Regions from separate parts of the Mus musculus genome. Here region 1 is linked to region 2. Evidence: chromatin contacts called from public HiChIP or PLAC-seq data. All regions are on one chromosome and are shown on one strand. The core of a region is the stretch at or near the end of the contact, and the rest is flanking DNA. Distances in the headings are between cores, read along the strand shown.

The links. HiChIP or PLAC-seq counts read pairs in DNA pulled down with a chosen protein or histone mark.
Region 1: an H3K4me3 HiChIP or PLAC-seq map of the SCID.adh cell line shows a contact between it and region 2, with 13 read pairs. The contact joins two enhancer-like sites. A contact is called at or near these places in 1 of 39 promoter capture datasets (hippocampal neurons), 31 of 484 Hi-C or Micro-C datasets (B cells, the C10 cell line, the C2C12 cell line and 20 more) and 6 of 115 datasets of contacts at active chromatin or transcription factors (the 230-238 cell line, the SCID.adh cell line, embryonic forebrain and 3 more).

Annotation. Positions count from the first base shown.
Region 1 is chr6:52,923,347-52,930,395 of GRCm38.p6, forward strand. The region is part of intron 1 of Jazf1 (JAZF zinc finger 1); the gene reads right to left. Among named protein-coding and RNA genes, the nearest start is that of Gm33219, 50 kb to the right of the region's middle. Within about 2 kb of position 3,040, at least 14 of the 459 cell types and tissues checked have an H3K27ac peak or open chromatin away from gene starts, as enhancers often do. A contact at or near this core is called in the SCID.adh cell line and uterus, where this site is marked.
Region 2 is chr6:52,859,239-52,866,527 of GRCm38.p6, forward strand. All of the region lies in intron 2 of Jazf1 (JAZF zinc finger 1), which reads right to left. Gm52903 (a long non-coding RNA gene) reads left to right here and starts at 7,192. Exons shown (of 3, transcript XR_003956438.1): 1 at 7,192-7,289. Within about 2 kb of position 2,438, at least 87 of the 459 cell types and tissues checked have an H3K27ac peak or open chromatin away from gene starts, as enhancers often do. A contact at or near this core is called in the SCID.adh cell line and uterus, where this site is marked.

The DNA.
Region 1 (7,049 bases), core at 1,790-4,289, 65 kb after region 2:
AAGGGACCTGGGAAAAGACCTGGACTTTGGTTCCCAGCATCCACATTAGGTGGCTCACAGCTGCCTGAAATAAGCTCAAGGGGGTCCAGTGCTCTTGTACACTTCTGCATACATACACCTAGATATACGCATAAATTTAAAGGGGGTGATGGCTAGAGAGACGACTCAGTGTTTAAGAGCAGTGACTACTATTCCAGAGGAATCAGGTTTAGTTCCTAGTACCCACATGGTAGCTAACAGCTGTATATAACTCCAGTTCCAAGGGTTCCAACATCTTCTGGCTTCTATGGATATTTAGATATCCATACACAGAATAAAAATAGCTCTTGAAAATAAACAAAGAGGCCAATCATAGGCTTAGAATTCTGCGGATAGTCTTCCATTTACAGAGGTTTAATTTTCAGATGGTGCAAAGGCAATAAACATTCAGTAGAAACCCAGTGCTGAATTTTGAGTGTGTTCCTAGTGACTCACAATACAATACTGTGAAGAGGTATATCCTATTTGCACTGGCCACATTATCACTAAAGGATAAAAAACCTTACTCTACATCACTAGTCAAGAACATTCAGACTCTAAAAGTATGCCCTCAACCTCGCCTTGCACTTCTGGCACGGTAATGTGTTTGTTTGTCTTTGTGGCACCAGGCATTAGATTGCTGCAAAATAGACATGTCTTTGGCCATGTTTCAGAAACTCTAAGATCTAGAACAACTTCTGTTCTGGCCTCTGGTCTAGAAGAGATATGGGGGGAGGTTTGTTATTCAAGTGTGCATTGCTGTTATTGTGACTGCACACTAAACTCCATCAAGAAGATCTGGGTAGCGGGGATCCATCCCATAATCAGCCTCCAAATGCTGACACCATTGCATACACTAGCAAGATTTTGCTGAAAGGACCCAGATATAGCTGTCTCTTGTGAGACTATGCTGGGGCCTAGCAAACACAGAAGTGGATGCTCACAGTCAACTATTGGATGGATCACAGGGCTCCCAATGGAGGAGCTAGAGAAAGTACCCAAGGAGCTAAAGGGGTCTGCAACCCTATAGGTGGAACAACATTATGAACTAACCAGTACCCCCTGAGCTCGTGTGTCTAGCTGCATATGTATCAGAAGATGGCCTAGTCGGCCATCAATGAAAAGAGAGGCCCATTGGTCTTGCTAACTTTATATGCCTCAGTACGGGGGAATGCCAGGGCCAAGAAGTGGTAGTGGGGGGGGGGAGGGGAGCCGGGGGAGGGTTTGGGGGACTTATGGGGTAGCATTGGAAATATAAATGAAGAAAATACCTAATTAATAAAAAAAAAAAAGATCTGGGTAAGTGTGGGGATTCTGTCAGTCACATAGTCAACCCTGTCAGTCAGTGGGATAGCCATGCACTTCGTCATCCAAGCTCTTAGACTGGGAAGGGGTGCTAGTAATAATTACATTAAGACAAGTGAGTAGCCCTGACAGGCTGGGCCATAGATTACTGCACCCTAGAGACCTTGCTAGGCCTGACTTCAGGCTTATAACCTTGTCTTGGTTCTAACAGCAGAGAGTAGCTTAACATGAATCTAAGGAAAAAGATGACACAAGGTTGGGAAAACTATAAAAAGATTGTTTTTCTAAAGTGCAGAACCTAAACTAGACCTGCTCTAAGTCTGCCATGAAGAGCTAGAACAGGCAGCCTGCCTTTCATGACCACCTCTAGACCCTAGGGCCTAGAGAACAGTCTCCAAATAGATGAACACAAGAAGAAGAGGAAGAGAGTCCACTACAGCTGCTATAATTCTTAGCAAAATATTTAGGCTTCAAATCGACAGTTCCTGGCTGTGTGAATTTCTATTGGGTCCTTTCTACCAAAATCCCTGAAGTGCCCTACCATGTGCACCTGAACTGTCTGCTGAATACATTCCTTGTAAATTCCTCAGAGTAAGGAGCCAGTAGCCAGCCAATGAGGACATCACTATGTCACTACTGAAATAACTTGCACAGGCTGCTTTTGTTCTTTTCAAGTTTGCAAACTTTATCCTAGCTGTCAGGAAGCATCTGCGTTTTACCATTTGAGGATTTGTAAAAAGAGTATTTCTTATGGAAACTGGCCAGAGTTTAAAGACAACATTGGCCCCTAATCCAGAACTCCAGACCCAGTTGTCTCTTACTAAAGGCTTTTAACCGACTAGAACCCAAATTAAGTATTGCTGGAGCCACGAGGGCTGGGGATGGAAGCAAGCCACTCACTGGTTGGCTACCATCGAGGATCGTGGTAGACCTGCATAAGCCACATAATTCACTGCTCTCCTTACCTCGGGTTCCACTGCGTCGTCAGAAGCTCATTTGATTTGCTACACTGAGTGGCCTTCACACCTTCCCTCCTATTCTCCAGTGTGTCTTTTTCCATTACCCATGTTTAAAAACAGACTCTTGAATTTATGGGCATTTAGGACTCCAAGCTCTGGGCTCACCACAGACTAGGCCCCTAAATGGTAACAGCTGAGCTAGCTTGTTAGGAGGGTTGAGGCCCCCTCTTCTCCCTGGGAAACAGGAAAGATGGATGCTTGGTCTCAGCCTGTGCCCACCACGAGGGCTGCTGAGAGAAGGGGGGGTACCTTGGGAATAGGGTAGTGTTGCTCTCATCACAAAGGAGGGAACGGTCTTTCTTCATTTGGGAAGAACTTCTCCTCAGCACCAGCCCAGCCTTCTGACATCCAGTAGGAGACCACACTGAGGGAGTCAGCTTACCGGCCACACTCTCCTTCAGTTATTAAACAGCCTCAGCCTTCCTTTTGTGACACGATGCTTAACATGAGTTGTTGTTGTTGTTTTTTAAGTTTTTCATTAGCAAAAATAAAGAACATTAATGAGCCAATACAATGCCAATGTTATAAAATTTTTTACTGTCTCTGAAATGACAAAGCTGGAAAATGTTTGCTAAATCCCTGGCCAGGGCCTCTGATGAGCAGGAAGGGGGGAACATGCTTGGGAGCCCAGGGAAGGCAGCTCATTCAGAGGCCAGTCTGCTCAAACAGCAGAACCAAACAAATGAAAGAGAAAGTAAAGACGGCTTTAGGGATTGTTCTTTACCGGCCTTTGGACTCACCTACATTTAGCTTGTGACTACCCTGCAAGGAGAACTAAGAAAATCAGAGCACATGGATGCAAAAGGCACATCCAGGGAGATCTAGTTGGTGGGAGGCTGCGCTTCAGGCCTGAGCCTCTTTTCTTTCTTTGCTTATGCAGTGGAACTGGGGAGGCAGGGCTAACTGCCTTTCATTGAGCAAATACTACGCAGCTTCCGAACAAACCAGCCAATTGCACAGAGACTTATTTCTAAACCCAAGTTATCATAGAGACATTACAATAAAATTTAATATAGGCTATGCGTTTCCAGTTATTTTACTTGAAAACGTGTTTCCCAGAACTGCAACGTTTCTGAAGTCCCTTCACTGAAATGAGGCCAAGCTCAGTATGGCATAAAAAACTGTCCTTTCAAACAGCACTATTCTGGAGAATAAAAACAATACCCAAGTACTTAGAACACCCTTTAACTTAAAAAACTCCAGCTATTCTGTTGCTTGTAGCTACTATTAAAGAAGCACGTATTCATAAAACTATCAATGGACCAGTCTTAATTACTGTTCGATTGCTGTAAGTAGACACCATAACCAAGGTAATTTATAAAATAAAGCATCTGATTGGGGGCTTACTTAGTTCCAGAGGGTTAGTCCATGAGCATCACGTTTGGGAGCATGGTAGCTGGCAGGCCTGGCTCTGGAGCTGGAGCTAGGAGCTCACATCAAATCCACAAGATGGCAGCAGAGTGAATGAGACTAAGCTGGAGTGGGCTTTTTGAACCTCAATTCTCCCAGGGTCACACCTCCTACAACAAGACTGCACCTCCTAACCTTCCCAAACAGTTCCACCAACTAAAGACCGAGCCTTCAAACGTATGGGCCTATAGAGTCCATTCTCATTCTCACTATGTGGGAAGCCCTTGAAAAATATCAAGATGGAGGAATTTGAATGATTTCTCTGTGGATTTAGTTTAACCACCAGTTGCTACTCTACAAACTGACACAAACTACAGTATGGCTCGCTCCCTCTGTCTGTCTGTCTATATTCTATGAATCTACCTATGAATGAATCTATCTATCTATCTATCTATCTATCTATCTATCTATCTATCAATATCTACCTATCTGTTGGCAGGGTCTCAGGGTTTCTGGCTAGCCTAGAACTCACTATGTAGATCATATCAGTCTCAAAATCATAAAGATATTCATGCCTTAGCCTCCAGACTGCTAGGATTAAGAGTATATGCCACCATGCCTTGCCTTATGACTATATTCTTAAAGGTATATAGCATTTAGTATTAAATCAAGCTTTTTGTAACCCACTTAATTGACTAAATGCAACAATATTTTATGAAATTCTTGTTTATGACCTTTCTATTCTACTTATTTCAACTTCTCTATACAGCAAATACTCTGCCTGAGACAGGAATCAAAACCACATCCATTCATTAGCATATGCAAATGAAGACTTACAAACATTAGTGCACTTAACTGTAATACTAGCTGGATCTGGCATCTCAGAGTATCTTTATTGTTTTAGAAACACTATTAGCACTGGTAAATAATACTAAGCATTCATTCATTTATTTATTCACTCATCATTCAACAAATAGGTAGTAGGCATCTATTAATATGTCAGCCATTGTCCTCAGGTGATGGGTCCACAGAAGTGAATCTAAAATTCAGACAAATTTTTGCCAATGTGGATTTTTCCATATGTCTGGGAATAGACTGATAGACTGATAATAAACAACAAGATCGTAAGTTCCTTACATTAAAATGCAGAATTTAATTAAAAAAGAATAATTTCCCACTTCACAACAGAAGCCCCTGAGTTTCTTAAATTTACTTCTTCATATTAGGTGAAAAGTTGTTTTGTAAAAGATTTAACATAATTAACATGTCCAACTTAAAGCAAAACCATGCACACATTTTTTGTTAATACCCAAATTCCAGACATAGCTTTTTTGCAGTTTTTCCAAGGGCTACAATAATTCAAACGACTATTATGTAAGTTCTTTTTAGCAGATGGCCTCAGTGAGGAAAACGGCTCTCAGCTCCGGAGCCTCTCTTCCCATGTTTTGCCCAGTCAGTTACTTCTCAAAACACTGAGGACTCCCTATCTGCTGGATTGTTTCTGCTGGCTACAGCAGTGTTGTACTCTGTAAGTTCTGGGAGAAACATGTCTACCTTAAGAGGAAAGAGAAAGAAAGAGGGTGAGACAGGGCAGTCAAGAGTGAGCATTGGACACATCATACTTTGTTTCTTGAAAGGAACTGCCAACAGATGAAAAGCAAGTCCTAAAAAAATGACCCATTTGAGTACGGGAAGTTTCTATGAAGCAACCGATAGCATTCGTTATCCTAAGCAGATTCATGGTGGGTAAAAATGGCTCTTGAAGACTAAAGACACAAGTAGAGAAGGACAGACAACAGGGGGGGAAGGCTGTGGAATTCCCAGGAAATCCTGCACTATATAAAATGAAGATGTTTTAAATATTTTAGGCAAGTGAAATATGGAAAAAATTTCAACTCATGTTTAGATCTTTTTTAAAAAAATACTTTGTAAGGTATTGTTTTTAGTAAGCTTTATACAAGAAGTATTGACACTTTGGTTATTTTATTTTAGTTTCAGAGACAGGGTTTCTTTGTATCCGCCTGCCTCTGCCTCCTGAGTGCTGGGATTAAAGGTATGTGCTGCCGCCACCTGGCTGCTTTGGTTAATTTCATTTAAGCAAGATCTTTACATTTTTACTTATTTATGTATTTATTCATTTGAGAAAGGCTTTTTTTTAAAACCATGTATCCCGTGTTATATTCTAAGAACTGGATACATGATTACAAGCATGTACCACTTCTTGCAGCATGTCACATTAATTTGAAAATATCAGGATCAAATTTGTTGGAAAGATGAAGATTAGTTCCATCAGTACCCAGGTAATTACAGAAATTTATTTCTAGGAGGAAGCAGATCAGGGATAAAGCAGAAGGGCCAGACGACAGTGTTAAGTCCATGGTGGTGGTGAATGGAACACTTACTCCATTGGATCTTAGGAGTATTAATTTAAAACATCGTTATTCTTACAACCCTAGAGTAGTGAGTTAACACTGCACCTGGCTCGTCAGATAAATGTCAAAGCACGCCAACTAACGGCGCACCGCCAACAAAGGCGGCGGTCCACCTGACTCTAGATCTGAGCCAGCCTGCAGAGACCTAAAGGGACTCTGCTAGCGGAGCACGTTTCTAAAGAACAGAAAAGGAATATTCAGTTTAAACATACAGAAGGTGGCCTTGGCCCTGACTGTGGTGTAGCCAAGTTTTATAGGCGTGTAGAAGGCAGTTTTAAATGTCCTTCACAAACATCTTTCTGGAGCAAGGTTCAGAAGAAGAGACCTGGAAACTTTTAGTCTGGACATTGCAATTACAGACCTGTCTGAAACTATCTAACCTGCAGCCATGCATCCTGAGCAAAGCCATGAGACCCTGTGCAGGTTAGTCTCCAAGGTGAGTGACTTGCTGTGGAGTGCTCTGCAGAGGTAGGGCTGCTGGCCCTTTCAAACCCTGGCTTCATTCCCTCTGGAAGGGTGGGGGGAAGATCTTGTAAACCTCACTTTATCTATTTGTCAGTCTGAGACTTGCGCCACTAAAAAAAGTATGTGAGTTACTCTGAACCTTTCCACTATTTATAATGCAAAGTCCAGGCTGTCAATTACCATCTTACTTTAAAATAGTTTTTATTTATCTTTGTGTTGGTTTAACACTTTAAGTAATGTCTCTCTGTCTTTTGGTTTAGGGTGGGAAGATAATAAAAGTTTTGATTTCTATTTTGGTCTTCACCAAAAGTAGTTCCTAAACATTTACTAAGAAGACTGCCGAGCATGACCTAACTGCCCTTGGGACAGAGAAGATGTAAATCTTCTCACGAGCTATTCAGATGAATATATTCATCATTTTCATTCCTGTGTTATGATTTATACCAACAAGGGCACAGTT
Region 2 (7,289 bases), core at 1,188-3,687:
CCACTACTATACAATTAGGGGCTACAGCTCAGGACAACAGGAGGGCAATCAGACATAGCTAATTATGATGCATCTTACTTATGGCCTGTCCAGCAGGAAGAATTAGCCGCATCTGAAATTTATGCTAGCTTAAGCATGGCCCACAGGAGGATGCTAGTGCAGTGAGGGGTGGGGGAGGGGAAAGGGGCTACACATAACTCAGCTTTCCAGGAAATCTGGCCTCAGATCTGAATTCAAGTTTCAGCTTGATTACCTAACTTGCTTTCTTACTTTGACTAAATCATTTCATGTGAAAAACTGAGCCACCACCATCTGCTTCCTGGCCTGCAGGCTCAGGTCACAATGAACAAACACCTGCTATAGTGCTGTCATTCAGAGGCGCTGAGTATCTGTGCCTGGTCCTTTCCTCTATAATGACTAAGACAACAGGCAATAACTGCGTACAAGTCCTGTTCACAAAGCTCAGTGTCACAGAGTAGGGAGCCTAGTCCTTTAACCTTTTTCCTTCTTGAACAGAGCTGAAGAGCTTTGTGAAGAGCCCCTCCACACAGATTACACAGTGCTACCCATCTGTAGGCACGAATGCCTTGAACTGTTCAAAGCAAGGGGACTTCTTACTCTAAGGGGTGCCTGAGAGGGACATCTGAGGACCATGCTTTGTGACAGCAGAAGTAGCACTGTCTCAGTTGAGCACTGACTGATTAGCGCCAGCCATCCTGACCAGGGCTTAATTGTGTTGTCTCCTATGACACGCCTCCTTCTATCTTCTGCCCACTGAATATGAGGAGACAGAGGTTAAATGATTTCTCCAGTATCCACGGCTGGTAAATTCAGGCCTCAGCTGAAGGCCAGAGTCAAAGCACCGACTTTGTAAAATCGGAGGGATAATCAAAGGTATTGTATTTCCAACCACAAGGGATGGCAACGGTAGCTGCAGGATGAAATGCCACACCACTATGGAACATACTAATTAATGATCAGGAACAAGACAGAATCCACACCCTTCTCATCTCTGCTGTGACAAGCTATAGAGTAGCTAGGCCAGAAGCCTGAAATGTATGCTTGAGAAAGGGCCTCACTATGTAGCCCAGGCTGGCCTTCTGCTTCTGTCTGACTGTTGGGGTTGCTGGCATGAACCGCCTCAGCCCTACCTTGGTTCTTTCAAGGATACTGAAGTCCCGAGGAATAGAGATAAAGAAGTGCTGTTAGATTCAGTAATTTCAGGGGCACAGATGTCCACTGGGTATCACATCCAGAGAGGCATGTTCTTTCATGTTGGCACACTAGACCTGTTTAACACTGTTACCTTCTTGCCTCACTCCTGGATTTTCCTAGGCTAATGGAACCACATCCACAGAAGACCAGGGCTCTCAGAACACGCTGGGTAATCTCAGATACACGTTGAACATCCTTCCTTTAGAAGGACATGGTATCAAGTGAGCCCTATTGGAATACAGATGTTCTTAACACCCATATTTGGACTGCCTAGCCTATTCAGAGGTTAGAGCATCGTTCTGCTCTGTGATGGTTCAAATGGCATTTCCTGGGTGGCCATATCCTAGATGACTGGCAGAAAGGCCTTAGATTGTGAGAAACCACTCAGGGAAAGCAAAACTGCCTGGATGCCTGGGCCAGAGCTGGAGGCTGCATACTGACAGCTAATGAGGCCCAGATGTGCCTCTTGGTGACAGAGCAGGGAGATATAAGACACTCCCTCTTCCCTGACACCTCGAGCCCCACTTCATGACTTCCTCCACAAACGATCTCCACTAGGGAGTCAATCTCTCTCAACGGAACACCACGTTAATTTCACGAGTGTATAAATCCTAAGTGGTGTGGGCTCAATGTTTTCTCAGTGATTGTCCAATCAGCCATCCTGTGCAGAGTGTCGATTGCTTCCCTGTAAGGGAACTGTGCTTGATGCTTGGACAGTGCTGCTCATTGTCTTCTGGGGTAAGCTCCTGAGCCTTTTGTCCACACAGAGCCCAGGGGCCACCCTGCAGCAGCCTCAACCATCTCACCCATTGTTCTGTCATGGTAAACTCAGATTTTAGCTGGGAATAGACATGCACAGTGCCATGTGTCTTCTGATTGTCACACTTCCTTCAGTTCCTATGACACAACACAATGCTGATGTGGAAATTGCTAAGTGCCACATGTCCCCTTGGCGTATAACATCCACTCCAGTTCCACATACGGCTTCTCAGGAACTATGGAAACACATCCTCTACAGACAGTTTAGCAAGAAAGTTATTGCCCCACTGGGCAGAGTGCAATGGCCTGATACTGTTTAGCTCTCACTGAATGCTGCAAAGGGGACGGAATCTTTCCAAACACTTTGGCAATAAGGAATGCAAGCCATGTGCCCAGCGTGCTGCTGGCACCACACTTGTCTTCCCTAAACCCAAATTGTTCTTAGTCTGACTCCAGCTCAGCAAAACCCGTGGCTCAGCGCCTGGGCCTCCAGTGAGTGTGTACCGTGTTAACGGCTGTTGCTCTCCTGCATATCAAGCCCTTCATTTGCAGCCTTCTTTAGAAGAAGGAGCTCGGTGACACATTTCCATTGGAAAAATCAAATAATCTGAAGCACAAACCATGACTTAGGTATGGATTATAATTTGTTTTGTACATGGCTGCCAGATTTGAGTAGCTATTATCTGCTTTTTTATTCCCACTTTATAATGTTGACCGCATCTTAAAAATTAATTATGCCTGCTATTTATTTCACAGTTCTGGTCTCAGGCCAGCAAAAATAATTCCTTGAACTTGACTGAAACATATGGCTGACTCTTGGTAAAGTCACGTTCTCCCAGAACGGCAAGGGTCACATGAGAACCCTGGGCGTTGCCGCTTGCCTGAAGCTGTTTCCATTAGCAACGATTTTCCTAAAAACACATGTCAGCAGTTAATACTCCAGCAGGATGAGTGAAGCCAGCCCCAGGGGCTTTGTTTCTATTTTGAGGCCTCACTGGTCTTCCAAGGGGTGGAAGAAGAATTTGGATCATTTGGCTGTGCAGGAAATCCCTCGCCTAATTTCCACTTCTCCAAGCCACACCCTCTTTGCAAGCCTACCATCAGCTGCAATATGACGTTTAATACATTTTAGATTATGAAAAGTAGTCTTTGGCATTTCCTTACCATGCATTAGCATCTTAAAATGATCATGAATCCAGAAGAAAAACAATCTGTAATCGAGGGCCTAATTGTTAGATCAAGAAATCAGTTGTTATTCAGGGTACAGCACTTGAGGGGTCTTAAAAGTGTCGTTTCAGGGGCCAGAGCTAAAACACACAACGGCTGGGTCAGGATACTAGAAAGCCAAGTACAAGCAGATGACATGATAGTGCTGGTGCAGGAAACATGTGATGGAACCTGCTGGATGCGAGGGCAACACTGTAACTTTTCTTGCACTGTGGCTTTCTCTCCAGCCCTGGCTAGAGCGGGAAGCCCTGATTTCCAGTTAGACAGGAGGGGCTCTGCATTGCTTCTCTGGGTCTCAGGAGGTCTCTGAGGCTTCTGCCTATCATCTTTTCCATTTTTCTCTTCTCTGCTTCTCCACCAAACTACCCAGGTTTGGTTATACTAGTTTTTATTTAATTCCCTACAGGTCAGTAACCTGGGAGGCGCTAGTTACCTGCATCTGTCACTCTGGGCTCTCAGCGTCAGCAATGGGTCTAAGTAAAAAAATGCAGACTTCTGGCTTCTGATGTGTGGACACTTGTATTTTGAGAAACAGTCTATACCAGTAGATTTTTTTTTTACAGTAGTTTCTGAGAGTGTAGAAGTGAATCAGGAATTGTAGACGATCTTCACACTACCAGCCTTCTAAAATGTCACAGCGGGGAAGCTCAGTTTATCTGAATATTCTGGAGTTTTGTCTACAATTTTAGTAAATTAATTTATTCTGGAAAGGAAAATAACTATTCATGCATATCTTTTAGGAACAGATATTTTTTAAGAGGTACCCTAAAATGGCTTTGCCTACCATGCCATTCTGGGGTCACTGAGAGCCCAGGAGTGACTTGATGTTAGCACCAGCACTGGCGAGGGAAGGAGTCAAAGTCTCCATGTTCTTCCCAGGACGGTGCAGCAGCATCACTCAAGTTACAGGGTATCCTCGGGGTTCTGAGACGCTTCCAGAAGTTACCTGAGATGCGTGGAAAGGGACCCCTGGGATGTGTGTCATCCTTCACACACCAGAGTTGCTACACACTGGAGATAAGCATTTGTGGTTTTCTGAGCTCCCTGGGAGACTCTATGAAGGGCCATAAATGAAAAGAGTGAAATGGAAACCATTATTCTAGGCCACTGGGTGAGTCCAAAGGGGCAGGAGCCCTCGCTTTGTTCTTCCCTATCACTCTTCCCACACTGAGGGTCAGATGCAGGAGGCTGCAGCACTGAGTGAGAGCAGCGCCGGGTGGCTTGAACACTTTGTCTTTGCTATTAGTCGCAACTGCAAAGACAGATTTACACAGAGAGAGTTAGATGAAGATGCTTGTGAACCCAAAGGCAAAGGTTTTGGTTTTGTGTCAGTCCTTGAGATCATGCCTAGATGTTTACTAAACCCTGCTGTTATCCATTAACTAAAGAGAGGACAGATTATCACCAAAGCCATTGTCCTAAAGAGGAAAAGTAATGTAATTCAAAATATTTTGGGACACTGTGCTATATACACTGAATTAAGCTAAGACTGGCTCTGTGTTCTTTGTGTTGTTTAGACTGAAGTCTTAGATCATTTTTGAAGTTGAATTGAAAAGCAATTTATTTTCCTCCTTAGGAGTAAAAGCAAAAACTCACATGTCTGTTAGGTATGGCTGTTACTGCACCACATACCACAGGCGATGCGCATTTGACTATCTTCAGAACATCTACGCATCTGTAGCTTTCTAGTAGGATCAGACTGTTTAATTACTCTGCCCAGAGATTCTCACAATGGCACATGCTTGCAAAATAGTTTTAAATGCTTTCAAACGCTTCCAAGATTAAAATAACCATCTTGAGTTATTTCTCCCTGTGCTGACAGTTCAATTTCATTTCATCTCTGGGTGTTCTTCGTCTTCCACGCAGTCATAACCACTGCATATTAGCAGCCATTCATAAAGAACCGTATAATAGCAACAGTTTGTTTGCTAAGAATCCACCCCTCACAGTCATTCTGTTTTCTGTTTTGGGCAATTGAGGCTCATAAGGTCTTTGCTATTCCTTTCAAATAAATCTGCTTTTCTACAGCATGTATTTCTTGACATTTGGCATAATTTATTCGACACTGCTTAATTTTTTCTCTTATTCATGATGATCTGTAAACAAACCAGACCAAACCAAACCAAACAAAACCCTACAAACTTCCAAATGTAACAAATCTACCCTTCGTTTGGTTACTTACATTGCTAGTGATATATGGTAATAAATTGCCATCACCATCCACTCCTCATTGTAGATCAAAGCTTTGGGTGCTTGATGAAATTTTATTGGGCTCTGCCCACTGACTCTCAGCTGGCTGCTCAGCTCCCTGGGTGCGGAGATGCACCCTGATCAGTAACAGCTGGGCAGCTCTACTAGCCAGCTCTGCTTGCAGCCTCCAGGGCGGCCTCACCAACTCTCTTAGTTCTGCTTTCATGGTACCCAGGTCTTTGTCAGGGAACTGGAGAGGATGCTAGGAGCAACACAGGTGCATGTAGCTGCTGATAGCATGTGGGCTTCACCAGCAGATAGGCTGCTTGGCTGGAGAGTGTGTCATTGTAGGGCTAGTCGGCCACTGAAGGGACCCGAGAAGCTAAAAGTCAGCAGCTAGGCAAAGGGAAACTCTGAAGGGCTTTGCTCTGGGAGATTTATTGGCCCAGGGGGCGTTTACATCTGTGCTGAGTTCTGAGCATTTTCCTGACTGCTTTATGCTACAGTACTCTGGCTTATGCCACAAAGATGGTCAAATAAAAACTACATGATGGTATTTAGTAAAATTTATATAGGGGCAGCTGCTTCATTCCTCCCACCTGAGTCTCATCTAATCGAATGATTCTAGCAGTAAATATTATAGACCTTAAAGTTTCTAAGCAAAACATGGTCTCCCTCCTCCCCATGTTCCCTTCTCTCATACCACAATGCTTACAGAAAAGGAACCAAATCAAGCTGGGCATGGCACAAGGCTATAACCCCAATATTCAGAAGCAGAGGCCAGGAGGCTACAAGTTCAAGGTCTGCCTCGCTAGTTACCTAGTGAGACCTTACCCCAAACAAGCAAGTCAACCCAAGCCTTAGCAACGGTCGCTAAATATGGTGACAGTGGCTACTATGCTTTCCAGACTGGTGACAATTCTAGCCTCTAGCAGCACAGCCACCGAGGATGGGTCACCTTGTGATGCCTAAGACCATTTAGACTGAAGGGTCTAGACTAGGACCACAGTGGCAATCAGAAATGACAACCCACAGGACAGATTGCCATCTCCCCTTTCTGCTGGCTTAAAGGACAGGGAGAGCAGAGTGTAAACTATCACACCTTGAAGGTAGTAGCTGAGTTCTAGAGCATTCTCGCCAGAACCATAGCACAGCTGTGCTCAAGTTTCACTCTAGGGCCACAGTTAGAAAAGGGCAGTTCACTTCCTAGAGCTTTTCCTGTCTTTAGACATATACAGAAACATGTGTTCCACAACACTGCATGAGAGGCTCTGTTACCAGCCACATATACACCATGCAAAAATAGTTCCCTTACTCTTCATGACCTTTATAACTATCTAGATGCTGTGTTCTGGATTCCCCCAGCCCAGTGGGCATGCAGATAAAATCTGAAAAGCAATGCCACTCCATGCTTGGAGGCCAGGGATTTGGGGAGAGGAAAGGATAGATATGGGGCAGACTGCTGATACAAGGCAGTTCCAGGCAGAAGCCACTGTTCCCTGGGCTCATGTGCCTCCTGATGCTACCCAAAGTCATGTCTACCTGCCTTTAACAGTGTTCCAAAGGCTCCACACTGCTGGGTTTAGCATATATGTCTAAGGACAGCACACTCAACTCCACATGTTGTGTGATACCTCTACATGCTTCCCAGCCTGTAAACAGTGCTCTTGTGCACTTTTAGATTTGTAGCTCATGGCCAATGAGAACCTTTATAACCTGCCTCTCAGAATTTATGCCAGTTCACTTCCCGGACTCAGGTCACAATTCTCTCCTTGTTTCTTAACCTCCACACCTAGGCACTTCCTGTGATTTCTCAACTGCAAACCCTTTCCTCTGTGCTCGACTTTCAGCCTCCGTCCTAGATTAGGAAGAGTTTCCCTGGCTCCTCTGTGTGCTTC